5 separate regions of the Mus musculus genome follow, and regions 1, 3, 4 and 5 are each linked to region 2. Evidence: chromatin contacts called from public HiChIP or PLAC-seq, capture Hi-C and promoter capture Hi-C data. All regions are on one chromosome and are shown on one strand. The core of a region is the stretch at or near the end of the contact, and the rest is flanking DNA. Distances in the headings are between cores, read along the strand shown.

Region 1 (5,628 bases), core at 87-2,586, 180 kb before region 2:
AAATCTCCCATTTCCTAGAGTACAGACACCTTCCGTAGTATGTCCTTGAAAGTAAAAGTAGCCTTTCAGTGACTCAGTTGTATACGTATATTTGTTCTCATGGGCTTTAAACAGAGATTCAAGGTCACTTCTAAAGTTCATGGTCAGAGGGAAGGTTGCCCTTCAGTTGTATTTTCACCTCTTAGATCTTTATACTGAGCAAGGCTTGTGTTTTCAGATGGTATTTTTCATGGGATCTTGTTAAAGAAAGCTGCATGGCTGCAGAAAGTGACACAGAAACTCCCTGAGCCTCCCTTGACCTTGCCACACAGCCTCTGCCCACACCGTCAGCAGCCAGCAAGCCACGGTGTACACCTTCCGTCCCAAGATGAAGAAGCCAGAGGCCAGGAGGGAGGCTTTCCCACCCATCCATGGTCCTCAGTGGAGACTGAATGTCTGGCTTCAGGAACTGCATGCTTCACTTCCCCAGGGGCATTCCATGCCTGGCTCCAAAGGAACTGGGTATTTCAGAGCACTGTCTGATTAGAAACAGTCAACCATGAAGACCCTGAGAACTTCAGGGAGACAAGGACGGCCCTGTGAGTCCTGATAACGTGAGGATGACCCCAAATGTCACATTAGTGCGTAGCAGAACGATACTCGGTAGCTTCTGGAAACACAGAAAGCACTCAGTAATAAGGGTACCTGGCTGGTAACTAAAGCCCTGAACCATTACATTAACCATGCAAGATCAATGAAAACTTTCTCTCTTTATGTTTTTGTGTGCGTAGAAAAGTATATGTCTGCCTCATGGTCTTTCCCCCAGATTCTATTTCTTACAAAAAGATGAAAATACTCTTGTCTCTTCCTGCATTATCTTTCCAACTACTTTATAGAGTAAGACACCACAATGAACTAAATACCCATCTCAGGGAATAACTGAAAATACACAGGCCAAGGTTCATGCGTCAACCTACTTTATTTTATTTTGTTTGTTTTATCTTTATTTGTCTTCATAAATCAATGGCCTCCCTTCAACCCTTCCCCACAGGAGCAGGAAGGACAAGCTGTGTGTTGGCTGCTGTGTAGATGAACACATGAAACCAGAGAGAGTACAAGGAGGGAGATGAACTGCGTGAGCTCCGAGTTCCTATCTGATCAAACCCTTAACCTCTGTTTCCTTCCTTGCCCTGAATATTTATTTTAACTCCGAGGCTCAGTCTTCGACCTTCGATGCCAGAAATATTCTCACACATTCCGAGAAGGTGCTTTCATCCAGTTCCAAATAATGTCAGGGTAAGGGTCAAACCTGGGTCCTGGCTTGTCCCGGGCAAAGTCCACCCAACGTTTGGCATGTCTGCACGCTGTGCAGGCAGCTGACAAGGGACTGTTGACAGTCCAGTTTTTACTTCCCGCCCTCTCCTCCTCCTCTGAGTTTACATTGCAGAACAGACAATAAACTGCTTCTAGACTCTTCCCAGCCCCCCTCGCTCAAAAGCTGAACTGAAGACAGAAAGCACCCTCCACACCCTGCTCCTCCAGCTTGACCCTACCTGTGTTTGGCCTTCGCCCCTGGACCAAATCAGCATTCCAGGGCCATGAGAGAATGGCATGTTCACCACCCAACAGGAAACGGAGCAGGCCAGGCGTTGACATCACCTGGCAGATGTGCTTTTCAAGTGTGAGGCTTTATTCAAACCTTTTCATGGAAATCATTGACACAGAAAAGAAATAAAGAAGAAAAACAAGAGGGAGAGACAAAGTTGGTGCCGAGATGGGCATGTTTTGCACCCCATAAAAAAAAAGGAATTAAAATGAGTCAAGCTCACCTCCCTTCCTCTCCACCCCCACCCCTCCTCACTCATCCTTTAAGTCTGGAAGTCAATGTTTCTGAAACACTATAGCTACTGGCAGGGCAGCCACACATAAAACTGTCAGTCTGCAAGGAAAGTAGACGGTTGAGTTGAGGGGAAAGGGGCTAAATCAATTTGAGCATGCATGTTAAGGACTGTGAAAGGGCAGCATGGAGAACGGCAGGGCCAGAGAACATTTGTCTCTGTCTCCTTGTGTTTCCACCACACAGAGCAGAATCCACCCACTACGGCTCCAGCCAGGCTCTGAGCTGATTGATGGCAGCTGGAGGTGTCTGCTTGCTTCCTCAGCACCCTAATCAGAGGCCCCCTGGGCCCACACTCGTGTACCTATGCTTCTGGGCAGGAAGCATCTACTCAGCCTGCTCTCTGCCAGGACTTAGGAAACACAAGTTCCAGCAAGGCTGGGACAGCTCTGCTCGCCACGGGACCCAATCAGGTAGACTATTCTTCTTAAGCAATGAGCGCATATTAAACCTCATACGGAGAAGAAAAAAATATGAAGTTCTACAAAACGTTTTCATTTTTTATTTTTTAAATATTTTTTATTATTACGTATTTTCCTCAATTACATTTAGAATGCTATCCCAAAAGTCCCCCATACCCTCCCCCCTACTTCCCTACCCACCCATTCCCATTTTTTGGCCCTGGCATTCCCTTGTACTGGGGCTTCCAAATAACTCACTCTCTGGAGGGAAAATAAAGATGACCTGGGTCTTAAGGTTTTCTCAGGCATTGGATTCATTTTGCACCAAAATGCCAGGGTGTGAGCACAGAGCCCAGGGCTGAAGCTGTCAGCCTGACTCCCATCCCCGATTGGGTGTGTTGGGGAGACTCTTTCAGATGCACTTGACACTAGGAATTGCTCCATGCCACGAGCAACAAGCAGGTTTTGTGGACTGTTCTGCCATGTTCACTACGTGGTCAGATTCATTTGAATTTATTGGAATACAATAATCCTAGAATAAAGAATAATGTGTACTCCCTACTGTGATGCAAATATGGTGGGTACACACATGAGGGAGGAAGTCACCCACACATGGCAGGAGCCAGGAGGACAGAGAAGGCTCAGAACTGGACTGGAATCACTCTCCTCTCGTTTTCTTACATAACTACAGTAAAGGCTTCTGGCTGCTCTGATTTCCCAAGCTTCCAAAGTCAGAATAATATTAGTAAGAAATTCTACAGGTAAGATGAACCGCTCAGTGTTCTACTCATGGAAGGGAACCTGTGTAACTTATTTCACATTAGAGATACAATCTAATGTGATTTCATACATGCTGTGGTGTGTGTGTTTATTCACATGTGTGCCTGTACATAAGAGGCCAGAGGTCAACCTTAGATGCTCCTCAGGTGCCATCTCCCACATTTTGTAAGACATTGTCTCTCACCATGTATGCCATGTTGGCTGTGTAGTCAGCCCCAAGGAGTTTGTCTCTGACTTCTGACACTGAGATCATAAATGTGTGCTGCCATGCCCAACCATGTTTGTTAGAGACTAAGCTTTCTCCCCAGTCCTAACAATTTTTCTCATTGTGATAAATATACATCAGATAAAATTTAGCATCTGAAAAACATGTCTACACTTACAATTCACAAAGGCATTGCAGCCATTCACTTTGTGCTACCATAACTCCATTCATCCATAGAACTCTCTCCATCTTGAGAAGAGAAGGTCTGCATCAGCAGGAGCGTCTAAGTGTTCCTGCTGGGAATTAACCCTGTGAGTGCCACTTCCCCACCTCTCAGTTTATTTCCTCACCACCAAATGTGGGCTTGCTCAATTAAGTACATTTATCTCATGTTGTTACATAATCCCATGTTATAATTAGTTACCAGCCCATTCCTTTGCTTGGCATCAAAGAGTTAAAAGAAAGAAAATAATAAAATATACCTAATCAACCATTTTGCTCTTTTTATTACCAAAAGTAAAGGGGAAAGGTTTGTCCATTTTCAGGAAGGAACAGAGTAATGTTGTGAAGATCTTACAACCAAAGAGAGGTAGAGGGTTTTATTTTGCACTGAAGTTAGAGATAACCCAGTACCCATGAGATAATGAAAACTTTACTTAAACCATCTTTTCCTTTATTTACAATAAAAATACGGAAGAAATATAGGTTTATCTTTGTCCCTGTTCAGAGCCCAGGTTGTTATTTGTGGTGGTTCCCACACAGGATCCTGTGGCCTTCTATGACACTGTGCTAATGGGAAAATGTCACTGGGCAGATGATGGGAAAATGTCTCAGAGGATACACCTACTGCATGAAAACCTGCAGTGTCACAGTTGGAAAGTACATGCTATAAGGACTGAGGTTCAATGAATCTACAGACTTTCCCCACCCCTACCCAGAGATGGCGTGGATTTCATTGAACTGCTATGATGTTACAAAGATGAGCAATCAGTAAGGATGCCCCGTCAACCCCCGCCTCCAGATAACCAAACCCTGCCTCCAGATAACCAGGGCATTGACGGCATAGATAAATTGTTTCTATCTAGTAACAAGGAGATTGATTGAAACAGGGCTTCCAAAGAGAATGACTGGGGGAGGAGAAAGATTGAAAGGGAAGAAATTATAAAATAATAATAATAATAATAATAATAATAATAATAATAATAATAATAATAGCAGAGTAAATTAAAGATATGAGAATTTAAAGTTTCAGGATAGTCACATAAGAATCCTTCAACAGACATATAAGAGGCATGACTGGTGTCTCAGACTGCTTTCCAAACATCCAAGAGAACTCAGAGGGCTTTGTCCAGACTTGTGGTCTCCCTGGTCTACCTATGAACAGTCGATCTCATGGCTTTAGGTACCATGGTGAAACAGAACAACATGGCAGGGGTTCACAGAGAGAAAATTGTTCATTTTGTAACAGCGGAGAGTGAAGCAGAGAGAGGGCACCAGGGTCCCCACCTCTCTTAACCACTTCCTCCAAATGGGAGCCCTCCATCCTGAAAGGAATTACTGAGATTCTTAGATTTCTCAGCCCGTTAAGATTTGAAAAATAAACAACTCAAGAGTCCCTCAAACTTAGCAGATTCACAGGCCTTCCCTCCACACAGCTATGTCAGCTTTAAGGACCCCCGAGGGAAGGACATTCTCCTATCTGTAGAGCTGCCTGAAAGTTGAGCAGAGAGCCCCCAGGTTCTAGGTTTTGTGATGCAGCAAACTTTGAGCCCCCCATACTTCTGAAGTAAGACCTCATCCATCCTCCTGTAGCATCAATAGACTCATTGGCTGACCAAATTGGACTTTGATGGTGGAGTCACTAAGGTCTACTGTTGGTTCCTTAGCAGATATTTGTTCCTTAGTGGATATTTGTTTACATCTCTCCAGGAACAGTGTCACACAACTAATAGTAACACTATACACAGATGTTCTGAAACTCTCACTAAGCCCCTTGAACTAAAACTTCTACCATACCTCAATATCACTATGGCCAGAGGGTCAAGTGATTAACACATGGACTGTTAGGGGAAAACCCAGATCAAAGCAACAGCAGCCAGCAGTGAAAATAAATAAGAGTCTTAGCCAACTGGGTGACGAAATGTGTCCTGGAGTCACCTTCTGCAGCTGTGTGGGTTTGGAGTCAGAATGGGCAGAGGGTGTCCTCAATGGATTAAAGCAATCCAAAACAAGCTCTAGGTGGTCTCCTTGTGCTTGATGCATTGCCTACATTTCACTACAGCAGTGGCGAGACTGCTGCTAAACCACATGCAGATAGCCCACGTAGCCTTTGCAGAAGCCAGGAGATGGAGGAAGGGGTGTTTGTA
Region 2 (5,666 bases), core at 2,175-4,674:
TCTACACACTCAGGTGTCTGGAGCGAGTTACGTTGGTGGCATGGGGAGGCTTAAACGGTGTGGAAAGCCTTCCTATACTTTCCTTCCTTCCTTTCCAGCTGGTTGTCAGGATGCCTTTGAGATCGTGGGTTGGAAGAAAAACAAAAACAGAGAAAATTTAGAGGGAGAGATGGAATTGATAAAAGGTAGACTCCGGAGGCTGAAGAGATGACTCAGCACGTGTTGCTCTTGCTGAGGACCTAGGTTTAATCTCAGCCCCCACACCGCAGCTAACAGTCGTCTATACCTATGGTTCCAGGGGACCAGTTGCCCTCTTCTGACATCCAGAACACTGCACTTGGTGCACATACATACACGCAAGCAAACACCCACACGCATAAGATAAAAATAAATACGATTTTCTTTTCCATTAGAATCACCTGTACTGATTTTGCACAACTACCTCAGTTGAAGATCCAAAAGTTGATTCATACCCCACAGTGGAAGTGTGACCTGACCAGGGCTCCACAGTCACCCCTGCAGGGAGGGAGGCTCCTGCAGTGGGAGTAATCATCTCCAAGTGCCTTCGCTGTGAGAGGGTATAGCCAAGCACAGGTACACTGGGGATGAACAGGGCCAGGAGCACACTAAACACACCTCTGGCATTACTGCTGCTCTCTGGGTTGTTCCAATCAAGGTTTAGCCAATCTTTGAGGTGGCTGCTTTCTGCAGCTTGGAGAAGACAGGGAACACATTGCTGATGTCACTCTCCATGATGCACATATAAGCCCTGTAGGTCCTTATTCGAAACAGGGAGGAAGAGTCAGTTGCTACAGTATGGTTGTCTTCAAAATATTTTCCATGATACCCAAACATAAAACAGAGAAAAGCTGAAGGCATGACCCCAGAAGTTCCTCTACCATCCAAACTCTCCGACCTCAGGGTAGCCTGAAACACACTCCACAATGTGTTTGAGAGCACAGTTATTTTAAAAGCCAACTGACTCCTCAGTCCTTTTAATACAGCAGTGAATTTTAAAATATGATATTGAAAACTGTATAAATATAAAAATACTTTTCCCTCAGAACTTTGATTTCCCTGAACCTTCACGTGTTATTCCCACCAAACACTTGGGGGACTTTTGGAGGGAGTGGGGGACCCACAAAAGAACCAAATGTTGCTCTCTTGGCAGGACTTTTACAGCTCCTGATGTGTGAAGAATAACTGAGTCTCCTGGGGTGTGGAGGGGGAGGGGCAGTTAACTCACAGCATAAGGCACTTTCTCAAGATTGAAACCTCAGAGCTTCTGGCCTCATGGAGGCTGAAGACTTATCATGGCTTCTTTGGGGACCAAGGAAGCAGATGAAACCGTCAGTGCTGTTTCCAGAAAGATCTAACCACAGTTAGCCAGACTCCCAGCTGTGGCCACTAACAAGAATCCACGGAAGTGATGTGTGTGCTGCTCCATCTTGACACCCTCATCTCAGTCTCTTTTCATGACAGAGTCACTCACTGAACCTGGATCAGCTAGGCTGGCTGGCCAGGAGATCCTAGATCCACCGGCCTCCACCTCCTCAGGGCTGGGATTATGTAAGTGTGTTGCTTTCTGCACCCACTTTTTTGTGGGTGCTGGGAATGCAAACTCAGGTCCTCTTGTCTACGAGGTAAGCACTTTATCACCTGAGCCATCTACCTGGCTCACTGCAGAAACTCCAAAAGCACCATCCCCAAGATTTGCTACAGACTTAGCTAGTCAGGCACCTGGGATTTTTTTTTTTTTAAAGAAATTAGTCACGAGTTTTGTTTTGTTTCTTTTTAAATGATAACTGAAGGCTAGAGCAATATTTTGGACTCTTCCTGGGTTCATAAGACATTTTTAAGAACAAATAACCAATTCTCTTATATAAATCGGTTTTTGTTACTTTTGTTGTTGGTTTGTTGTTGTTGTTGTTTGAGACAGGGTTTCTCTATGTAGTAACCTCGGCTGTCTTGGAACTCACTTTATAGCCCAGGCTGGCCTTGAACGCACCTGCCTCAATCTCCAGTGTGCTGGGATTAAAGGTGTATCACAATTGCTCAGTTAATGTAAATTGTTTTGTTTTGTTTTTTTAAACCAACTTAGTAAAGAAGAGCAAAGCTATATAAGCCATTAATTGCTTAATAAAGGCCACACAACCAAGAAATATTTTTTAAAGCTTTAATGAGGTATTTTGGCATTGTACAGTTAATTATTTAGATGATTTCAAAAAGTACTGACCTTCCAATAAAAATATTTAAATAATATTTTATACCCACTTGGTTTTGTGATTCTTAAACAGATAGAAATTCCTCTATGCGGGGAAGTCCCCTCAATCCCCACCAGCAAGCCCAACTGCTACAGAAAACTGTTAAAATGAAAAATCACTCAAATTGGGTTTCCAGGTTGGAGGAAAGACACCACCAGAGAGCCAGTCTGAGATTAGCAAATGAAAAAAAGTGTGTTGTAGAAAGAAGGCCAGGAACACAGTGTGGGGTGGTGCTGTGTCCATTCTCCCTTCAGTGCTATCAGGGTGGCCTCGGGATACCTGAGGTAGGGTATCAGACTTAAAAGGCCACTGCCCTGTGTTCACAGGGCTGAAGATCGCAGTGGCCTAAAACTGTCCCTGCTCCATGTCAAGAGTGTCTCATCCACAGCCAGAGAAAACACAATTCATTAAAACACTGTGGCGCATGCCTTTAATCCTAGCACTTGGGAGGCAGAGGCAGGCGGATTTCTGAGTTCGAGCCCAGCCTGGTCTACAGGGTGAGTTTCAGGACAGCCGGGGCTATACAGAGAAACCCTGTCTCAAAAAACATACATACATACATACATACATACATACATACATACATACATACATACATACACTGTCCCTGAGTGTATCTGCCTGATAGAAAGTCCACTGTTCTCCAAGCCCTCCTCTGAGGTGAGGCCCGCCATTACCCAGCCCTTCATTTGCCAAGGGTTCACCCACAATCGCCAGGATGTTCTGAGACACAGGGAAGCGGCAGGGTGGAGAGGATGCTCTAAGAAGGGGCTAAGTGGATATCAGTAATATAAAATCCAGTCTCATTTTGGGCTGGACTCCCATGGCTGCATGGGATGACAGAGGAAGGCTGGGGACAGCCAGAGACAGAGAAGGCCAGTCAGCTGCAGGATCCAAGGAAGCAACCCTAGGCACCAGCAAGAGCCTCAACCACCTTCCTTCCCTCCACAAGGAGCGACAGCAATTAGGAAATATTACTTGGGCTTGCAGGCTTCTGTCCTGGCCCAGTGAACCCACAGAGACGTCCCCACAAATTACTGGAAACTGCACTTTGAACTCAGGCTTTGGCAAGGAGCCCAGGCAAACAGAAATGTAGAAGTTCCCTTCCTCTGAGGCCCCCTGCACCAGGGTGTCCCACAGACAGGCCAGAGCCCATGGCAACAGGTTGGAATGAGGCCACACCAGTCAGGAAAACAAGCCTGAACCGGCGTCATTTCCTACTGCCTCTGCTATTTCTGTACAAGTGTTTTTTTTGTTTTGTTTTGTTGTGTTTTGTGTTTTGTTTTGTTTTGTTTTGTTTTGTTTTGTTTTGTTTGCTTCTTCTCCCTCATTTCGTTGTACTGGATGACACTCGCAGGTCCCATCAAGGGAAACACTGCCACCATTTTCAGAAAACACTTGTTTGCTCCCGAACACAACTCTAACAGCTACACCAGTAAGTAGTGTCCAGGGTTGGGTGCACCAGTAGCAAGGACAGAAATGGGCCTGGCAAAGGCTTAGCAACTGCCAAGAACCCCGAAGACAAGCTTGTAAACTCTGCCACTGACAGGGTTACAGAGGTTTTTCTGCCCACCAGACTTCTCCACATGCTGTTAAAACAAATCAGCAATAACCAGCCCAGAATGAGCCACCTCAGCAACACAGGTCTCAAACCTGTTCCTGCTTCTTCTTCTTCAGAAGAAGCAATCAGATGCTGCTGTTATGTGTCACCCTAAGAACAGAACCATTTGGACAAACAAAACAACCAAGGCAGGACAAACCTAAGAGGCCAAAGCCAGACAGATAAAGCTAAGGGTTACACAGCTGGAGCAGCAGGGCCCCTTCCAGCTTCAGGGCTTCGAGGCAACTTCCCCAGGGATGCCAAGACCTGTGTCAGGAGAGGAAACAGACTGTTCAAAGTAGGGTTCTGCCAGACCGAGCATTCCTTCAAGACTGACTGGAAAGCCAGCAAGACCTCACTCACCTTAACCCTTCTCTCACATGCCACTCTACCCTATGTCTGTACTGCTTCATGCACAACATGTGGCCAGAGGAGTGACCACTTACCATATCGCTGTAAAGAAAAATATCCAGAGGGTATCTTTTTAAGCTCCACGTTTCCTCTAGAGACACAGTGTTTCCTAGAACTGCTCACTCCATCCCTCAGCCCACAGCTTCCTCTTTTCCCCACTCGTTGACCTGCGACTCACCCAGTTCTATAATAATTAACAGTTGATGAACAGCACACAATTCATACAGGTCTGTGTTTAACAAAGTGGAAGATGGTCCTGCCTGTGTGTCCATGAGGGTGAAGCCTGAGGGTCAGTCTTGAGTGTCACTTGTCAGGAGCCCTCCTGTTGTTGAGCCATGGTCTATCATTGGGCTGGGGTCACCATCTTAGCAAGGCTGGCCTGCAGTGAGCCACATGGCTATCCCCTGCCTCTCTCTCCTTAGCATTGAGACTACAAGTGCCCCACTGTACCTGCCTTTCTTTCTTTTTGGGGGGGGGGGGTGGGGTTGAGACAGGGTTTCTCTGTGTAGCCCTGGCTGTCCTGGAACTCACTTTGTAGACCAGGCTAGCCTAGAACTCAGAAATCTGCCTGCCTCTGCCTCCCAAGAGCTATGTACCTGCCTTTCTTGACATAGGTTGTAGGTCCTGGGGCTCGAATTCAGGCCCTCACGTTTATTCAGCAAGCACATTGCTCACTGAGCTTTCTCCATGGCCCTACACAATCTGCCAGTCTGTCTCGTTTTAGGGAATCCCTGGCTGGTTCTATGGTCCTCTCCAAAGGTTCCCACAGTTCAGCTTGTCTTGCAAGAGGCACCTAGCACGAGAAGATCTGGGGGTGGGGCAGGAACTGAAGCCCCCTGGACCTGCTGTTGTTGTAGGGTAAGGTCGGGGCTGCACCCCTGCCTAGGGGCCATTCCCACCTGACTCCTAAGAGCCTTGCTTAGCACTTAGTGCCTGTGTAGCACTGGTGTGCTGGCAGACTATTTTGGTTTATATTGCTCAACTTCAAACGTTGGTTTAAACACTCAAACTTTATTTAAATATTATACAATGTGCAGGCCATCATCTTCAGATTTGTGTTATTCTGATTTTTTTCGCTGGGACACTGAGCTCCTGCTTCCAACCACCACATAGGCAGGAACTAAAGGCAAGGGAGGGGAAGGCAAAGGAGAAGCACCTTTTCAAGAACAAAACTTTGCCCCGACTCTCAGGACCCTTAGGCCCAGTGATATTGCACAAAAAGAGGCAGCCCTATACCCTTCCTCTGACACAATTAAGAGAGCCCTAAGTAGCAACTTATAAAACCCCAAAATACATGTTAAGACATCCTACAGACATTAGAATGTTCTTAATATGTAAATAGGTTCAGTATGCATTGGAAATGTCCACCCTCAACAGCTCTGAGCACCAGC
Region 3 (5,803 bases), core at 1,895-4,394, 220 kb before region 2:
ATTAAAGCTCCAATGCTGGGTTCAGCGGTAGAAATGCTTGTTCACTCTACTTTGGGCATAAAGTTTCATTCCTAAGCCGATGTCATTCATGCCTGTACATAATTGTAGTGGATTTGGTTTTATGCATCAGAATAGATCCAGGTCTGAGTGAAGCAATCTTTCACTTTATAAACTCAACAGAAGATTGTGCAGAACCTGAATTTTCCGCAATGTGCTGGCTAGTTTTTCTATCAAGTTAACACAAGCTATAGTCATGAGAGAAGGGAACTTGAACTTAGTAAATGTCTTCATAAGATAGGGCTGTAGACAGACTTGTAGGACACTTTCTTGGTTGGTGATTACTTGGAGAGGCTCCAGCCCATAGTGATGCCACACCTGGGCTAGCAGTCCTATGCCCTATAAGAAAGCAGACTGAGACAGCTATGAGGAACAAGCCAGTAAACAGCACTCCTCTATGGCCTCTGCATCAGCCCCCACCCTCTTCATGCCCTGATAGAGCTCTTACCTAGATTTCCTTCAATGGTGGTCATAATTTGAAAATATAAACCAAATAAACCCTTCCTTTCATCACAGCAATCACAACCCTTGAACACCCAATGTGAATGATCAGTTTTTGTATTCATTTGTTTAATTAATGCACTCCATTCATTCACTTTACTTTGAAAATGATATGAAGCAAAATATAATTATCCTTACTTTCGTCTGAATCTGAAATGTACCCTGTAGGTTTTGATTTCTGATGCTTTGTGACCAGCTTGCTATTTTGAAAAGTCTCGGAGCATTCAGGAGGTGAAGGCTGACTGGAAGAAATTGTCTATCAAGGGCAAGATGTGAAAGATTATACTTGCTGCTGGGGCCAGCTCTAAATGTTTCCTATCCATGTCAGATGAACAGTCACAGCCACAAACTCCAAGGTCAGACAGCTTACAGCTACTACCACCATGCCTTCTCCACCATTATGAACCATGACCTCTGAAATCATAGTCCAAATAAATCTTTCCTCCTTTGAATTCTGTCAGACATTGTCACAGTGATGGGAAAAGCAATACAAAGAATTAGTACCAAGAGTGGGGTTATTGCTGTGGTAAAGCAAGCCAGAAAAGTCTTTAGTCTTTGGAAGTGGTTCATGGGAAGAATATGGAAGAGTCTAGAAAAGTCTGAAGATGCTGAAAGTTGAGTCTAATGGTCTGTTCTCAGGTCAATATGGAAGAGCAGATCCTGGCAGAAATGTAGACATAACACTGTGTTCATGAGGTTTCAGGTGGGAACAAAGACTCTGTAAGGAGTTAGACTAGAGGCTAACCATGCTACATTCTGACCAGCAATCTATGTTTTATCTGTGTCTTGAAATGCTGAAGGAACATTCAGAAATAATGGACTAAATCATTTCACAGGAGAAATTTCAAAACAGCAGGACAGTTAGCCAGTTCCAAAGTTATTGGTGACTGGATTTTGTCAGTTTTATGGTGACAGAGAAGAAAAACAGAGTGGAAAGAAATAGAATTGTAATTTGGTGGAGAAGGGAATATGAGCATACTAAACATGCTACAGACAGGGTGATGCCAATGAGGCAAAATGCTAAAATCATTAGAGATCAGGACATTAGGGAGAAATTGAGGATGTTGTACTGCAGAAGCAATAATGAAGAACACCCCACCCACAAGTGGTTCTAGGATGTAAAAAATTCAAACACTTAAGAAGACACTGTCTAAAAGAATAGGAACACACCATTCAAACAGAGCCCTAGGTTCCTAGGGAGACCCAGCTACATTTGAATTATCCCCCACATAGTGTTTTGCATACCTGCAGAATACAAAAATCATGAGGTTAGGGGACCTTGTGCCAAGATTTCAGCAGAAGCCTGTGAAGGTGAGAAGTATAAGGTCAATTCTCCATAGAGAGGTCCCATGAGACAATCCAGAAAGCTTTAAGGATGAAGTCTAAGTTGAAACTGAGACCACAAGATGTTGGATGCCAGCAACATGGAGCATTTTCTGAGGAAAGATGATAAAACCAAGTGGAAATGAGCCCAGAGAGAGGACACATGGGCCACAAATGGCAGGGATGTAGAGGTGGGGCTGTCCAATCTCACATCATGCCTCCAGATGTTCCAGATGCCAAACACAAAGATGTAGACCTTTGTAGCTATGGTCCTGCTGGGTTTCATCTTGCATTGACTCCATTTTCCTCTGGTGCCCCCATTCCTTACTTTACGGGTGAGGGTATTTACCCTGTTATTATATACTGGTAGTATGTAATGCGCAGCCCCTGATCAGATAGGGCTTACAGCAAAGAATTTGCCTTGAGTCTAAGAAGAGACTTTGAACTAAAACTGTTAAGATTCTAGGGACTTTTGAAGTTAGAATGTATTTTGCATTATGAGATAGTTCTGAGACTATTATGTTCAGGGCCAGGATGCTCTGGCTTGAATTTAAAATGTCTCCCACAGACTCATGTTTCAAACTCTTGTTTCTCGTGTGTTTAGAGACTTTAGGATCTTACTAATGGAAGTGGGTGTCTAGGGATGAGCCTTTGAGGTTATAGTCAGCCCTGATTCTGGCCTTGAGCTTTCTCCTTCCTATCTTTAGCATGAGACAGGAGCAGCCACTGTCTCCAAGGGCTGGCTGATTCTTTCCCCACTGTGATAGGTGAGAACCTCTGATACTATAGGCTTGAATAATGTTTCTCTCACATGAGTTGCTTCTGTCAGAAAATCTGTCAAAGCAGCAAGAAAACTAGCTAATACACCATCAGAAAGCAACTCAGTCATGGTGATTTAAAACCTGGCATATCGTGAGTCTATCTATGCTCAGTTAACTTGGGATTTATGTTCTATAAGTACTACTAACCATGTTTAGGTATCAAGGGCTACCTAAGAATATCTGTCCATTCCTCCTCATCCTCAGGAATAGGTATGGCTTTGCCTGCATTTGAGTATAGCCTGGGAAAGATGGGACAAGTGAATAGCCTAGAAAAGGTGCTTAATCCACTCAATGTCTGTCATGGCTTTGACCCAGACTGGTCTTAGCCTCCCCTGTTTGAGTTCAGAAAGGCAGTATTGTATGAGAAGGAAGGGCTGGTTGGAGGCAGAAGTCATTTTTGAGCCTCCGGATTCCCAGGGTAGACCTGAGGAGGGCACTGTGGGACCTGAGTGGAATTAGTGCCTGGCCTATAACACTGATTTTTAGATAAAATCTGTCAGTCTCCAGACCATGCTTTGTGGATCTCCATATGAGTTTTAACAGATTTTAAGAGCGGGCCTGAACAAGAAGAAATACAGCTGTCTCCTTCTGGCCTTCACTCTTTCCTGTCACCTGGTCATGACTTCCGGTCCCTGCATTCTTGGACCTCTAGATTGTTCCTTCACTTCTATTCTTGAATTCTAGTTATTTTCCTTCTTTTATCAATACAAACCTGTTTATATGGTATAACTATGTTCTTAAATGTTTTATATGGCCTGCCTGTGTTTTGTGTTGAGAGTGTCTGTTAGTCTACCCATCCTGTTGGAGACAAACCATACTTGATACCAGTATTAAGATTTTTTTAGGCTTGTCCTGAGTGGGACTATATCAGCTATCTACTGCTGTGCAGAAAACTAACTCAAAGTAGAATAGGTTCCAACTCCAGTAAGTCATCTCTACCAGCAATCTGTGCATTGGCTGGCTGGCTCCTTCAACTAGTTCATTTGAAAAGTCATGAACATTTGGAGGTTCCCAAGAGCTCTGGATCAGCAATGGCCTCTTGTAATCAGAATGGGGCCTCCTCTTTCCATGTGGCTCCTCTTGGCAACTGAGTCCCAGCCTTTGACACACATAGCTGTAGGGTTCCAGGAGAGCAAAGATGGGAGTCACATAGTAGCCTAGCCTGCATGCCTTGATTTGCACAATGTCTCTTTGGCTGTGTCTTATGGGTCAAAAAAAATCACAAAGTCAGTCTGACTTAATAGAGTTGAGAAATTGACTATTATTAGAAGGAGCTTCAGTGGCATAGCATAAAGAAGCAGGATGGCACAAAGGCAGTGCTTAAGACCAACAGTCTCAGTACATAAACTACAGGGTACCCAGTTACACGGAACTTTAAAAAGACAGCTGCATTTTCTAGCTCAGGTGTGTTCCAAATATTACACAGGACACACGCAGGCTAAACAAACAAACTAAAGCCTTCATTGTTTATCTGGCTACAAATTTACCTGTGTTGATTGTGCCTGGAAGTGCTAATTAACGGACATCGTAAATTTTGCTTACAGCCAACATTGGCTTTCAACCTCTATATAAAACAGCCACAGCTTGGTTCTTTAGGAAATCTCAATCAGTAAGTATTGCTCAATATAAGAGAAAATATATCGTGTTAGCCTCAGGAGCCCTTTCAAAATATTAGCAGACCATCAATAAAGCCTGTCAAGACAGAGTGGCTATTTCTATTGTAGTCAGCTCATCTGTTTTTGAATGTGGGATTCCTCAACTTATTGCTTCACTCAGATACATTCTCTGGCTCGACTCTCTTCCCATTCTACCAATCAGCCCATCAGACATGGCTTCCCACATGGCTGCTGGGGAGGGCTTTCCCAGAGGTTGCTCAGGTTATACCCAACCAGAGTCCTCTCTCACACACCAGGCTGTGAGGCACTAGCACAGATCTCACCCCAATGGAAAACAGCAGCACCATGACCCAAAAGAAGCAAGATATCAAACCCCGGTCAAAAGGAGCTTTATTTACAGGCAACTCAGCCACTTCAGGGAACACACCATTAATCTCACAGTATTTCTGAGAGAGCTTTGGACAGTATTATCTAATGTTGATTCCCATCTCTTATTTCTGCAGTCCTATCTTTCACTTTAATACTACATAATAGCTGTCTCCAGTTTCCATGGCTTCCTTCCTGTGCCTGGAGCCCTCAGAGCTTGTCAGAGAACCATGATTTGAATGTAAAATGCCCCCAATGACTTGTGTGTTTAAACATTTGGCCCCCAGCTGATGGCTATGGCGGAAGTTGTAGAACCTTTAGAGGTAGAGTCTTGCTAAATTAATTGGGTCACGGAGGGGGGGATTTTGAAAGTTATAACAAGGCACCATTTCCTGCCCGATTTCTATTTCATGGTGTGCAGAGATCAGAGTAAACAGCTTCACCCTCCTGCAGTCACAACCTGGAGACGCCATGCCTTCTCCGTCATGATGAAGAATATCCTGAAAATGTGAGCCAAGATAAGCTCTTCCTTTATTAAGTTGCCCCCGTGGGAAATTTGGTCATAGAGACAAAAGAGAGAGACAGAGAGAGAGAAAGGGAGACGGAGAGAAAGAAAGAAAGAATTCATCAGGCATATAGTTGCCTAGACTGGGAAATATAGTTGAACCAAAAGGGTGCCAATTGTACAATTAAGAATCATGTGCTACCCTTCTGGTCCACATCAGCACCAGGGTACCTTAGGCGTGGAGTCTGTGGACACCCGCAAGGTACCCACAGGACCCTCCACAAGATCTTAAGACCTCTGGTGAGTGGAACACAGCTTCTGTTCCAATCCAATCTCATGGGACCTGAGACTGCATTAATTAGGGGAGCAGAAAACCCGGCCTGATCAGGGTCACAAGTCCCTTCCAGTCCACGCCAGCACCGGGGTACCTTGGGCGGGGAGTCTGCGAACACCCACAAGGTACCCACAGGATCCTCCACGGGATCTTAAGACCTCTGGTGAGTGGATCACAGCTTTTGCCAGGAGGCAGGTTCAAACACCAGATATCTGGGCACCTTCCCTGCAAGAGGAGAGCTTGCCTGCAGAGAGTACTGTGAACACTGAAACTCAGGAGA
Region 4 (5,398 bases), core at 1,730-4,229, 250 kb before region 2:
TACTAAAACTTGACTAAAGTCAGCAAGTGATGTTACAAATTTCCATCCATTTAGAGCAACAACTGAAAGCAATTGACGTTTTTTAGAAAAACCATATGCAGTTGTGAAATGGTACGTCGGGGGATTGCACATCTGAAGCTACGTTAATTACATTTGGTGTGGTTTTCTCAGGAAGCTGGGATGGGAAGGATTCTAAGTACATTTTTAAATAGACATTTATATTTCAGAGCTTTTTTTAAATAATAAAAAACAATAGCAATTTTCTTAGTGTTTCTTATAAATGCAGGTGTGTTATAACTATTATCCCTGTTAAAACTGTAACGATTTGACCACTTTCACCTATAAAAATGCCAATTTCTACAATGCTATGGTAGATACAAGATTAGAAAATATGCATGCCATGGTGTGTGTGTGTGTGTGTGTGTGTGTGTGTGTGCAAACTCTCCATCTTTGCTCCTGTCCAACCCCACACTTAGAAGTAACAAATAAGTATACAAGGATGAGTCTGTCATTTTCTGATTTAGTCATTTGCCTAGCTCAAAAAGAAACAATAACATAAGAAGGGGGGGGTTAGAAAGAAAACCTGAAGTAGTACCAGCACCTCCTAAAATACAGACACACAGAAAGAGCACTGGGGGGTACTAAGGTCCAAAGGAAGCGCCAGAGGCCGTCGGAGACTTGGAAAGGATGGGGACACATTCCAAATGGTGCCTGCACACTGTGTGATCCAAAAGCACTCCTTTGCTTGTCTCTGGCCCAGGCCAGTCTGTTCTCTGAGGCCACCATTTCCCCACCAGACCCAGGAGATTAAAACATACTTGAGACCAAGACCCAGAAAGTCTGCGAGATCAGCACCTGCATTTACTTCCCTTGGCTGCAGGGGGCCGGTTCCTAGGACATGGTGAACCATGGGATTAGTAAGTCAAATGACTATTCAACCTGAATAGAGTGAATGTATATCTGAGCCAAATCAAATATTACATTGTATTTGGGCATAAGGAATTTTCAAAATACTACTAGAACACTTGAGAAAACCAGGTTTGTTCTTACACTCCCGTTTAAAATTATCACAAGACAACTCTCACAGCAAGTCAATCCCATCGTGTAGAAAACCAGCTTTTATGATATGTGTCAGAACAATCCTTTCATTTTCCCAAAGGAATGTGTGGGAATACAAAAAGAACAATGTTTTAAAAATACAAAACTTTGTTCTGTCTTTAAATTCTTTCATAGATTTTTGTGGAGGGCTTGGCACTTATTTTTTCTTTTAACGTAAGATAATATTATCCCCGTCCAAAAAAAATCATTTAATGGGACTCTAAACAAATTCTAAACAAATATTAATTGTAAATGTGTTTGATCAGTAAGTACAAGCACCGCCACCATCACCCCCCCCCAAAAAAAAAAACAAAAAAAAAACAAAACAAAAAACATTTTTTTAAACTGATGAGGTATCTCTTCCAGGAACTATGAACAGGATAGGAGAGTTTATGTTAGCTTAGAATTTTCTTTTCTCATCTTTACTGTTACAACCATACACTGCTGAGCTGGCTATTTTTAATTAGAGGGAAACCAAACAAAAGCCTCCGCGGTGGCGTTCAGATACCTAAAACATTAAACAAAAGCCCGTTGACACAGAAAAAGAGCCAGACAACTGCTAGTGATTTTCCTACAATTTCCGTGTTTTTATCGTGTTTCCCCAGGGGTTGTTCTGCTTTTCCCACTCCGGACCAGGGGAGGCTCCAACAGCAGCTGCAGATCCTTGGCAGCCCAGCCCCTTCTGGAACCCGCTCCTCTGTGTGACCGGAAGCCCTCCCACGGTGGTCCAAGTGCCTCCATCGATTGCTATCGCAGGAGCTGGAAGAGAAGCAATGTTCCACGAGACAAGTACTGATCCCATTTAACTGTCTCCTTACTTCTGTCCAACTGGACCTCTCTCTTAAGAACTGGCAGAGCGCACTAGCCTTTCCCAGGAGCCTATTCAGATCCATAGTGAAGGAAAGCAGTGTCCTGTGTACAGCCAGAAGACGACCACATAGTGAGCACCAAGCTAACTTGATTTAGCAGATAGTCACAATCTCAGATTTATAATTATTGATTTTTATGGTCAGCTTCTTGCCTTCAGGATAACACCCTTTTTCCTTCTAGTATTCCTGAATTGTTCCCTCCTCCTCCTCTTCCTCCTCCTCCTCCACCTCCTCCTTCTCCTCCTCCTCCTCCTCCTCCTTCTTCTCTCTTCTCTCTTCTCTCTTCTCTCTTCTCTCTTCTCTCTTCTCTCTTCTTCTCCTTCCCCTTCTTTTTGTTTGATTGTTTTCCTTTCCTATTGATGGTACATTAACTGCTGCCTGTGTCTGGATTAGATTGTATAATACCAGGAAGGGGGATGGGACTGGGAGGGCAAAAATTCCCCACCTGGATGTGGACTAGATACCCATCTACAGTTTTCACTCTTCTGCTGATAGGACAAAACTCTTATTTTTTAAGACACTGAACCTTATAGGGGAAAGGAACGAAGCAAATAAAAAACTGTGAGGATCAAGCTGGGGAGAGCTAGTAAAGAGTCTGCCACCCAGGCCTGAGGACCTAAGCCTGAGCCCCAGAACCCACATACATACATACATACATACATACATACATACATACATACATACACACACACACACACACATACACACATACCTGGCCTGGTGGTAAGCACGTGCAATCCTAACAGCAGCCCAAAGACTGAGACAGGAGAACCCCTGGGTTCACTGGCCAGCCAGTCTAGCCAGCTAGACAAGTCCCAGTGAGAGACCCTGTCCCCAGACTAGGTGAACTGTTGCTCAGACAAGATAGCAGAGGTTGACTTCTGGCCACCATGTTCACACACACACACCTCTGAATGTGAGCCTGGCCCCACCCGCCCTTGCACTTCACCAGCAACACAGAATGAATAGAGGCCTAAGCTAAAGCCCTGGGCTGAGTGGCACAAGTTTTTCCGACAACTTTTATGGCCCCTGTTTGCAAGTCTGTGGGTTATAGTCATGTTAATGACAAACACTCACTGCTCCAGAGAAACTGCGAGTTAATGAAAGCCCTCACAGCCCGGGGCTGAGGCTTTGAAGTCTAAACATGTAATATCAGCTTGCGAAGCATTAGACAAGGAAATGAGCTGGATAAGGGCTCCAGCCCTAATAGCTCTAAATTGATTATTTCCTTCCTCAAATAAACTCGCGGGGCAGCCCTGCGAGCTTACTTCCGGAGACTCAATGTGCCCAGAATCTTATCACAAGGAAATGAGAAGCAAGAAGCCAGACAACTATGATAAGGCACACGCATGAGATGCAAACACAGTTATGAGGGTCGGTATGGGATCTCTGGAGTCTAGCAGCAGTTAATTATTCATTAATTACATCCTAAGATGGTGGGGGGGGTGGGGACAATGCCTTCTAAGTTATTGCATTAAACAGTCAAGCACAAAAGCCCGGGGGAATGGATAATCACAGGCGGCAGACTCAAACCTGTGCATGTTATAAAGTGTGAAACTGTGGTTTACAAGTCATCTGCCTCAGGAAGCAAAGGCCCACTTCTGACGGGGGCAATAATTTCGATCTTATGCATGCACATCGTCTGTTTAAAACCAGGACCAAAACTCATGTCCTCCATTGATCGAATTTAACATTGAGACCCGATTCCCATCAAACACCTGCATTGTGGTCACATCTGGAAGAAGCAGAGAATAATGTCGAGATATGAGCAAAGGCAACTTCTTCGTGGCTGAGAACTCAACAGCAAGAATCAGTGACATGATTATAACAAACTTTAACACTTCTACCAAGTGCAGACAGTCTATAGAATGGGAGAAAAATCTTAGTCGTTAAATAAAACTTAAAAATAAATAGCGAAATAATAGAAATCTAATAATGAATGTAATAGTCATAAAGTGTGAAGAGATACTCCTTAAACTACAGATAAACAGCCAATAAATACCTGCAAACAAAATGGTCTTCAGTCATTAGGAAGATGGAGTTCCAAACCATGTGAGATCCCACCTCCCAGAGTCAGGACAGCTGTCCTCAGCAAGAATCAGCAGGGCCACAGTCCAATCCAGGTGTACCACTGAGGGACTCCCTGGAAGGGATTTGTGAGTATGCATGAGATCCACTTACTGGGGAGTTATTCACAGCAGCCAAAGTACAGAAGCACCCAACGTGACATTGGGACAGACAAAGAAACTATGGAATATATATTGGATATGTATGTAAATGTATGCATTCAAGCATAAAGAATAATAATCTTGTGTCATTTACAGGGACGTTGGTGGCTGGGAGGTCATTGTGTTATATAAAGTAAGTCACACAGAGATTCTAGGGTTATTTTTAAGACCTAGAAGGAGTCAAGAGGATTACTAAAGCAAGCAGGGAGAACCACGGCGAGAAACAAGGAGAGAGGGCAAGAGGAAGCTGAACAGCATCAGGACACAATAGGTGTACACACAGAGATGTCGCAGGGACAACGTTGCTATGTATTAACAAGTATATTAAATACAAAGGGCAGATTTTACCTCTAGCTATTTATTTATTTATCAGAATGAATTTCAGTACAACTAGAATAACTCTTTCCTCTCTGAGACAAATATTTTGCAATTATGCATATGTTTGAAAATTAAAACTTAAAAAGTCAATTAACAGCCAGTAAGGTAATGGAAACCTACAGTCCAACACTAAGGAGGCTGAGGCAGGAGGGTCTAAAGGTCAGATTTTGCCTTGTTCAGATAGCATAACCTTGGCAAAAAAAAAAAAAAACAGAAAAAAGAAAAAGAAGGGAGGGAGGGGGGAGGGAGGGAGGGAGGGAGGGAGGGAGGGAGGGAGGGAGGGAGGGAGGGAGAGAGAAGAGAAGAGAAGAGAAGAGAAGAGAAGAGAAGAGAAGAGAAGAGAAGAGAAGAGAAGAGAAGAGAAGAGAAGAGAAGAGAAGAGAAGAGAAGAGAAGAGAAGAGAAGAGAAGAGAAGAAGAAACCAATCATCAGGTAAATATAGTGTACTAGCTCTAGTATAAAGAAAATAACACCATGTATAATAAAACATTTTTTCATCCTGTCAGCAGAAATGTATCCCTTACAGTTCTAGAGAGTATGGAGTCTAAGACAATTGTGCCTATAAAGTCAGTGTCTCTTAGGGCTTACTTCTTGGTTTATTGGGTCATCTTCCTGCAGCATAGACACAGGATATAAAGGATACAAGATTTCTCTGGGATGTCTTCTATAAGCCACTCCCAAAAGATCTACATTGAAGAACCAATTTTCTCAAGTCCCACACCTGAAATCCTTTTAACATTCCTCTAACATCCCATTAATACTCAAATTCTAAGTCCTGCACTGGCCCTCTCTCTCCCTTTCTGAGACTCTGGTGTTCCAGTGATT
Region 5 (5,838 bases), core at 550-3,049, 150 kb before region 2:
CCATGTGGTGCTGGGAATTGAATTCAGGACCTTGGAAGAGGAGTCGGTGCCCTTAATCGCTGAGCCATCTCTCCAGCCCCCATTAAACTCTTTCAAATTTTAAATTTTGAGCTAATAAAAGACAAAGTGGAAGGAGTTTTCTTCTTGTTCTTTCTACTGTAGTTTAAAACACAGAGAATTAAAACAGTTGCTATTCAAATCAAAGCAGTAAGTAACAACACTGAATCCACGTAAACGAAGCTGCGTCTGATGTACCGGAAGTAGAGAACATGTACCACGCCACAGAGAGCATCACAGGGCCCCCGAGAATTAGAATCACATATCTGACTTTCTGGCCACACTCCTGGGAGATCTTGTGCAATCACAGCAATCGTTCCCATATCCATCAGTTCAGGTCAGAAGAGAAACTGGGTTCACTTTCAACTCTAATGTCCTATCAGCACATTCTTACTGTGGGGTTCACCTTCGACACCCTCAACCACAGAAGAGCCCACACCAGGATGTCTGCTGCTCTTCCTCCAAGGGCCCAGTCTGCACAGACTATTGGAGGGGCCTCTGTGCCTCCTCCTGCCGCCTTGAGAGCGTGTTTACACACTGATCGTCAACAGACACAGTGTCTCCAAAACAAGAAGGACAATGACACAGGCGTCACTTGTCTCTGTATATTCACATAAATAACCAGTGTGTGTCTGACAAGAAGAAAACATGAAGCTGATTCCACTGGCATGCAGAGCTGTTCCTGAAGACCAGCCCCCTTGTCTCCCACAACAGCCACTGATGATCTAATTATGTCTTCCCCTGTGTGTTGGGATGTCTTTAAAGTACTTCCCGACAAGTAAGCAACTAACAAGAAAGCCATGTTCCTTCCCATTTAGGTCAGATTTCCCAGTCTCACCAATGGCCCCTGTAGCCAGGGAGAGGGCTTTTCTCACATATGTTCCATGCTGCCTGTTTTCCTGCCCTAGACAGGCAGATGGAGCAAGGCACGACAGTCCCTTATGGGGCTGACAGATGGGCAGAGAGGGTCGCTCCACTCATGTGTTCTCACACACTGTGGACATCCTGTTTATCTGGCTAGCCTGCTCAGGACTGGCCTTGGTATATCAGCACATTACTGACAGCTGGGAAGATCTCCAGAGGAGCATGCCTTTCCTGTGACAAGCATCCCAAACAGCAACAGGAGCATGTGTCTCTCCACCACGGCCACAGAAAGTAGAGCACACTGGATTTGTGGGCTCTGAGGACAATCACCCACAGGTCCTGCCACACTCTGGGCTGTGCCATCCAGCACACTCTTGCACCTGTATGTCTGGGCACTTTGGGAAGGTCAGGGTGGCAGGCTCCCACCTCCACAGCCTCAGAGGTTACAGCCCTTCCTTCTAGGCCCTGTGTCAGAGCAAAGGAATGTCTCTCAGCCTGATCGAGGCCCTGTGGGATCTGTTGAAAATGCAGGACAGCTGTGGGCCTTGGCGAGGCCGTCTGTGAATGTATGAGACTTGGACACAATTCAAAGCCAGAAATAACTGCAGGACTCAAGCCTGACTCTTGTTTCTCTCTCTCTCTCTCTCTTTCTCTCTCTCTCCCTCTCTCTCTCTCTCTCTCTCTCTCTCTCTCTCTCTCTCTCTTCCTCCTTCCCTCCTTTACTCCCTCTTTCTCTCCCCACCCTCATCAGTGTGTGTGTGTGTGTGTGTGTGTGTGTGCGTGCATGCGTGCGCATGTGTGAATATAAGAGAGAGAGAGAGATCACTCATTCCTTACACTCTGGAGCTGGATCGCAGTCTCATCTCCAACGGTTTCCTGTGCTCTTCATGGCAAAGAATTGTGGGTAACACATTCTCCTTCCATGTGAAAAGCAGCAGCAGGGTTGGGGTGAGCAATAAACCACTTTCCATGATGCTGAAGAACAGGAAATTGAGGAAGAGCCTTTTCCAGGATCCAGCTGGAAGCTGGGAAGCCGCCTAAGGCACACTCTTGTTTGGAAGTCCTCTTCAGGAGCATAGCCAGGTGCTCAGAGGGCTTGGGGAAGCTCTTGTCTTCTCCAGTCAGCTTCCTGTTAAACGGTCCAACTATGACTCTAAGGGTTTGAGCCCTCGACTCTGAGGTCCTTCACCATTTACCTTACAGCAAGAATAATCAGGGAAGGAGCCGACAGTTGGGACATCACTCCAAGACTGCTCCTACAAAGCCAGGTGACTGACACACTACAGAGCTGACTCCAGCCTCAGAAACTGGACTCTAGACATTTTGGCTTCAATAGTACCTGGAGATTCAAATATGCCGTGACAAGACTTGTAAGTGAGGAAATAGCATAGGACACTTGTCACTGTTGCCTGTGTTGAAATTGCTGCCTTTGGGCACAATCAAGTTTTGCTAGCTAACCCCAAGTACAGAGTTGGCTTTGTGTCAGTGTTGACAAGATACTGTGTGTATGAGTGTGTGTGTGTGTGTGTGTGTGTGTGTGTGTGTGTGTGTGTGTAAGAGAGAGAGAGAGAGAGAGAGAGAGAGAGAACCAGGCCCTCATACATCTTAGACAAATTCTCTACCACCCACCTACACACTTGCCCCAATATACTGGCTAAATATTCTGTACTTTAGCCATGATAACTTTCCTAGATGGGGCCTTAAAACTAAAGAATTGTTGGTGCAATTAATATCGTGTTGCTGATATATTAAAATGAATTAAACACACACACACACATATATGACAGGAGAAACCATTCGAAAGGAGAAAGAATTTCCTACAGAGAATTGTACAGATGACATGGGGCCCCTCATGAGCTAAAGGAGATGCCTGGGAGTATAGAAGCACAGAAAGAATTGCTGTGTCTCCACAACCCACAGAACTGGAAGCAGCGTCCCTGACGAGGCTCTCTGGGAGGCCACAGGTGCTCTGCTCATGAGCATTTCCCTCACATGATGACCAGTATTATACTGTGATCCTAGAGGAACATGAGTGGGAGAACGCATTAACTCACTGCATCCCACCAAGTCAAACATGCTTGACAGCGGACTTCTGTCCCACTGTGGGATATTAGGCATCCACCCACAGACATCAGTAGGGACAAAGTGGTTCTCATCCAATACAAATCCTTCTCCCCTTCCCCAGCACCACAGACAGCAGACACTTGCTTTCCTACCTCTTTGCAGCTCAAGTGACCTGCCTTCCTGTGATTCAGGGAGGTCACAGATGCAAAGGAAGAAATGCAACCTGCTTACTGTCATCCTAAGAAGCGGACCTCATCCTCTCAATGACCTTGACTGCCATCTCTAGCCCAGATTCTGTGCTTTAGATCATTTTTCTTAAAGTGCATTCCAAAACTGTATCAGATTTGGGATCCATAAACCTATAACATTATTGGCCTCCAGGTAAGAGAATTCTTCACACAAAATTCACACAAACAGAAATCCTCCTTGACTCTCCTCTCCTCGGCCACCACTCTGTCGTGGGATTGCTCAAGGAATCCTAGATAATTTTCCCCTTGGCATCATTTAGCAATGAGTCAACCTTGGGACCACCTTTTCCCAGACTCATTGCTTCATAAGAAAAGGTCACAGTACAGACTCCCTTTTCTCTGTCACCCGGCAAAGTTTGCCTGCAAAATACTGCGCCTTAAAAGCTTTAAGCAGGATGTAAAAGGTAGAGATGAACCCATGAATGATTGGCACTGAGAAAAAGCCAAAAGTGGCAGGAGGAATTACTAAGACTAATGACAGGAAGACTGTCCCCTCCTGACAACTCAATAAGACTAAGGGGTGAAGGGTCACATGTCTGGCTAAAATGGTTGTTCTTTTCTCTAGAGGCTAATGTCTAGTTGTGCAAAGATTCATTTAATACACTTACTTTTATTTTTAACTACATAATTATTTATTGATGCCTTTCTCCTGCAAAAGTGTACAGGTTTTATGTGTTGGTCTTTATTCCCTATTTGAACTCTACCATTTAGAACATAGCTTTTAGAGCCAAGTATCAAAAATTACTTCTTCAGACAATGGATGGATGGATGGAACAATCGATCGATTGATGGACAGACAGACAGATGGGCATCACCCTTAGAAGCCCCCACTCTACTCTTGGTCCCAACTAAAATAAGTAAAGAAAGCTGTTTTATTCCCTCCCCCATGGAGGCTACAGAATGCATTGTTCAAGTAGCTTTTTGTTTGTAATTATAAACAAAACTGATATTAGCAATGAAAAGAACAATTTTTGAAGTTCCAATGCATTTTCTATAGCAATCAGATTAATACAGCATATAAAAAAACCAGGGAGAAATGAAAAAGAGGCAAATTCAGAATCCCTCTGAAATTCTCCCTTTCAGATGTTTTTAATCAAGTTATTGCCATAAGTTCCCTTTCTCCAGGCCAGGTCTGCACTAAGCCTGATTACTGAAATCATACACCATGGCAAAGTAAGGCCATACAGACGTGTGCTAGTCAGGGCTCTCCAAAGAAACAGAACTCATGGAATAGATGCGTGTATATGACTTACTACACTGTGGTTGTAAGTTTGGAGAGGCCAAGAATCGCATAGCTGCTCAGCCAGTGAAACAGGCACATCTCTATAGTCCCAATCTGGTACTGAAGGCCTGAAGGGTTCCTGGAAAACTCCTGGTCTTCAGTCTATGTTCAAAACCCAAAGAAGCTAGTTCTAATATTGGTGATGGGATTCAGGAGCAGTAGGATAGATGAACTTGCTAGAAAGAGTGAGGGCAAGCAAGCACATGTTTCATTCTTGCATGTTCTTTTACCTTGGCTGCCACCAAAAGGTGCAGCCTTTTGCCTTTCCCACATTTAGGTTAAGTTTTTCTGCTTCAAATAATCTTATCATGAAAGCACCCCACACACACACCACCCGAATCCTAGTTTAGTTGATTCTGGATCCATTCAGGTTGACAACCAAGATTATTCATCACAAGTAGTTAGGGGGTTGATAGAGGCCGTTTCTGGTCTGGTGTCCCCTGAATTGGACTGCGTCGATTTGCAGCTGTGATCACTCTGAGAAAGTATGAGAAGAACTCAGAAGGTGTGATCAGAGAGTGAGGAAACTAAGGGAACTTCCTTTCATTCTCAGAATTTTCAGAGCGCCCTGTCAGTTTCTGGAAGGTGAGTGACATTTTACACTCCCAAGGAGCATAGGTATGGAGGACAACATCAACCTGACACCAGGAATTCCATGCTCCATGCCGCTGTCCTACTGACATGGTAGCAGATCGCCCTCCCCCATCTCCATGCCACATCTTTTCAGTCACTTTACTCATGACTTTTCTCAAAATCGCTTACCAAAAAAGGAAGAAAAAAAAAAGTCAGATCCCTGATGAGGGAGATGGTTGAGTTGGTGACATGCTCACCATGCAAGCACGGGAGCTTCGGCTCAATTCCTATAGCTCAGTTTTTAAAAGCCAAGTATGCCGGCATGCACGTGTAATCCCAGCACTGAAGAGGCAGCGGCAGGCAGAGCCCTAGGGCTTGCTGGACAGCACAGCCTACCTGGAAAGCTCCAGACCTGTGTCTCCACAAAGCTGGGAGACAGACTCAGGAAGACAACGCTCCTGGAGGGTCGGATGCTAGCATCTGAGCTCTCAGCTCCTCTCACTGTCTTTTTAAGCTCTTTATCACACAGGTGTCAGGGCAACAAAGGAAGACATTCTTGACAATAGGGACTTTACCCAGAGTGCTTATGAGCTGCACGCAGCAAATCTGTGTCCTAGAACCCCAATCAAAATGTTTTCCCTCTCTCTCCCTCTCTCTCCCTCTCTCTCTCTCTCTCTCTCTCTCTCTCACACACACACACACACACACACACACACACACACACAGAGTGATTTGATATCCAAAAGCCAC

Evidence for each region. HiChIP or PLAC-seq counts read pairs in DNA pulled down with a chosen protein or histone mark. Capture Hi-C pulls out chosen DNA fragments and counts their contacts.
Region 1: a promoter capture Hi-C map of adipose tissue shows a contact between it and region 2. The contact joins two enhancer-like sites. A contact is called at or near these places in 12 of 39 promoter capture datasets (the 3T3-L1 cell line, the C10 cell line, the HPC-7 cell line and 8 more), 7 of 484 Hi-C or Micro-C datasets (Sertoli cells, embryonic stem cells, liver and 3 more), 6 of 115 datasets of contacts at active chromatin or transcription factors (craniofacial prominence, double positive thymocytes, epiblast stem cells and 3 more) and 3 of 9 other capture datasets (adipose tissue, liver and pancreatic islet).
Region 3: a RAD21 HiChIP or PLAC-seq map of pro-B cells shows a contact between it and region 2, with 6 times the contacts expected there. The contact joins two enhancer-like sites. A contact is called at or near these places in 12 of 39 promoter capture datasets (the 3T3-L1 cell line, the C10 cell line, the HPC-7 cell line and 7 more), 3 of 15 datasets of contacts at CTCF or cohesin (the NIH/3T3 cell line, large pre-B cells and pro-B cells), 6 of 484 Hi-C or Micro-C datasets (the AML12 cell line, cerebral cortex, cortical neurons and 1 more), 7 of 115 datasets of contacts at active chromatin or transcription factors (craniofacial prominence, embryonic hindbrain, fibro-adipogenic progenitors and 4 more) and 4 of 9 other capture datasets (adipose tissue, embryonic stem cells, liver and 1 more).
Region 4: an HNF4G HiChIP or PLAC-seq map of pancreatic cancer cells shows a contact between it and region 2. The contact joins two enhancer-like sites. A contact is called at or near these places in 10 of 39 promoter capture datasets (the C10 cell line, cranial neural crest, embryonic stem cells and 5 more), 1 of 15 datasets of contacts at CTCF or cohesin (the NIH/3T3 cell line), 4 of 484 Hi-C or Micro-C datasets (the G1E-ER4 cell line, cerebral cortex, double positive thymocytes and 1 more), 7 of 115 datasets of contacts at active chromatin or transcription factors (craniofacial prominence, embryonic hindbrain, embryonic stem cells and 4 more) and 2 of 9 other capture datasets (adipose tissue and embryonic stem cells).
Region 5: a contact with region 2 is called in a capture Hi-C map of embryonic stem cells, with 2.0 times the contacts expected there. The contact joins two enhancer-like sites. A contact is called at or near these places in 9 of 39 promoter capture datasets (the 3T3-L1 cell line, the C10 cell line, Sertoli cells and 4 more), 3 of 484 Hi-C or Micro-C datasets (the Patski cell line, cerebral cortex and neural progenitor cells), 5 of 115 datasets of contacts at active chromatin or transcription factors (cardiomyocytes, embryonic fibroblasts, fibro-adipogenic progenitors and 2 more) and 4 of 9 other capture datasets (adipose tissue, embryonic stem cells, liver and 1 more).

The regions. Positions count from the first base shown.
Region 1 is chr3:37,903,454-37,909,081 of GRCm38.p6, reverse strand. The region is part of intron 1 of Gm20755 (predicted gene, 20755); the gene reads right to left. Among named protein-coding and RNA genes, the nearest start is that of Gm20755, 7.5 kb to the right of the region's middle. Within about 2 kb of position 1,336, at least 110 of the 459 cell types and tissues checked have an H3K27ac peak or open chromatin away from gene starts, as enhancers often do. A contact at or near this core is called in adipose tissue, kidney, liver and 3 more, where this site is marked.
Region 2 is chr3:37,727,034-37,732,699 of GRCm38.p6, reverse strand. The region is part of intron 1 of Gm36620 (a long non-coding RNA gene); the gene reads right to left. Among named protein-coding and RNA genes, the nearest start is that of Gm5148, 5.5 kb to the right of the region's middle. Within about 2 kb of position 3,424, at least 96 of the 459 cell types and tissues checked have an H3K27ac peak or open chromatin away from gene starts, as enhancers often do. A contact at or near this core is called in the G1E-ER4 cell line, adipose tissue, heart atrium and 9 more, where this site is marked.
Region 3 is chr3:37,950,437-37,956,239 of GRCm38.p6, reverse strand. All of the region lies in intron 2 of Gm20755 (predicted gene, 20755), which reads right to left. Among named protein-coding and RNA genes, the nearest start is that of Gm22899, 42 kb to the left of the region's middle. Within about 2 kb of position 3,144, at least 3 of the 459 cell types and tissues checked have an H3K27ac peak or open chromatin away from gene starts, as enhancers often do. A contact at or near this core is called in pro-B cells, where this site is marked.
Region 4 is chr3:37,973,157-37,978,554 of GRCm38.p6, reverse strand. All of the region lies in intron 2 of Gm20755 (predicted gene, 20755), which reads right to left. Among named protein-coding and RNA genes, the nearest start is that of Gm22899, 19 kb to the left of the region's middle. Within about 2 kb of position 2,979, at least 70 of the 459 cell types and tissues checked have an H3K27ac peak or open chromatin away from gene starts, as enhancers often do. A contact at or near this core is called in the G1E-ER4 cell line, adipose tissue, nephron progenitors and 2 more, where this site is marked.
Region 5 is chr3:37,871,067-37,876,904 of GRCm38.p6, reverse strand. No RefSeq gene overlaps it. Among named protein-coding and RNA genes, the nearest start is that of Gm20755, 25 kb to the left of the region's middle. Within about 2 kb of position 1,799, at least 143 of the 459 cell types and tissues checked have an H3K27ac peak or open chromatin away from gene starts, as enhancers often do. A contact at or near this core is called in adipose tissue, heart atrium, liver and 2 more, where this site is marked.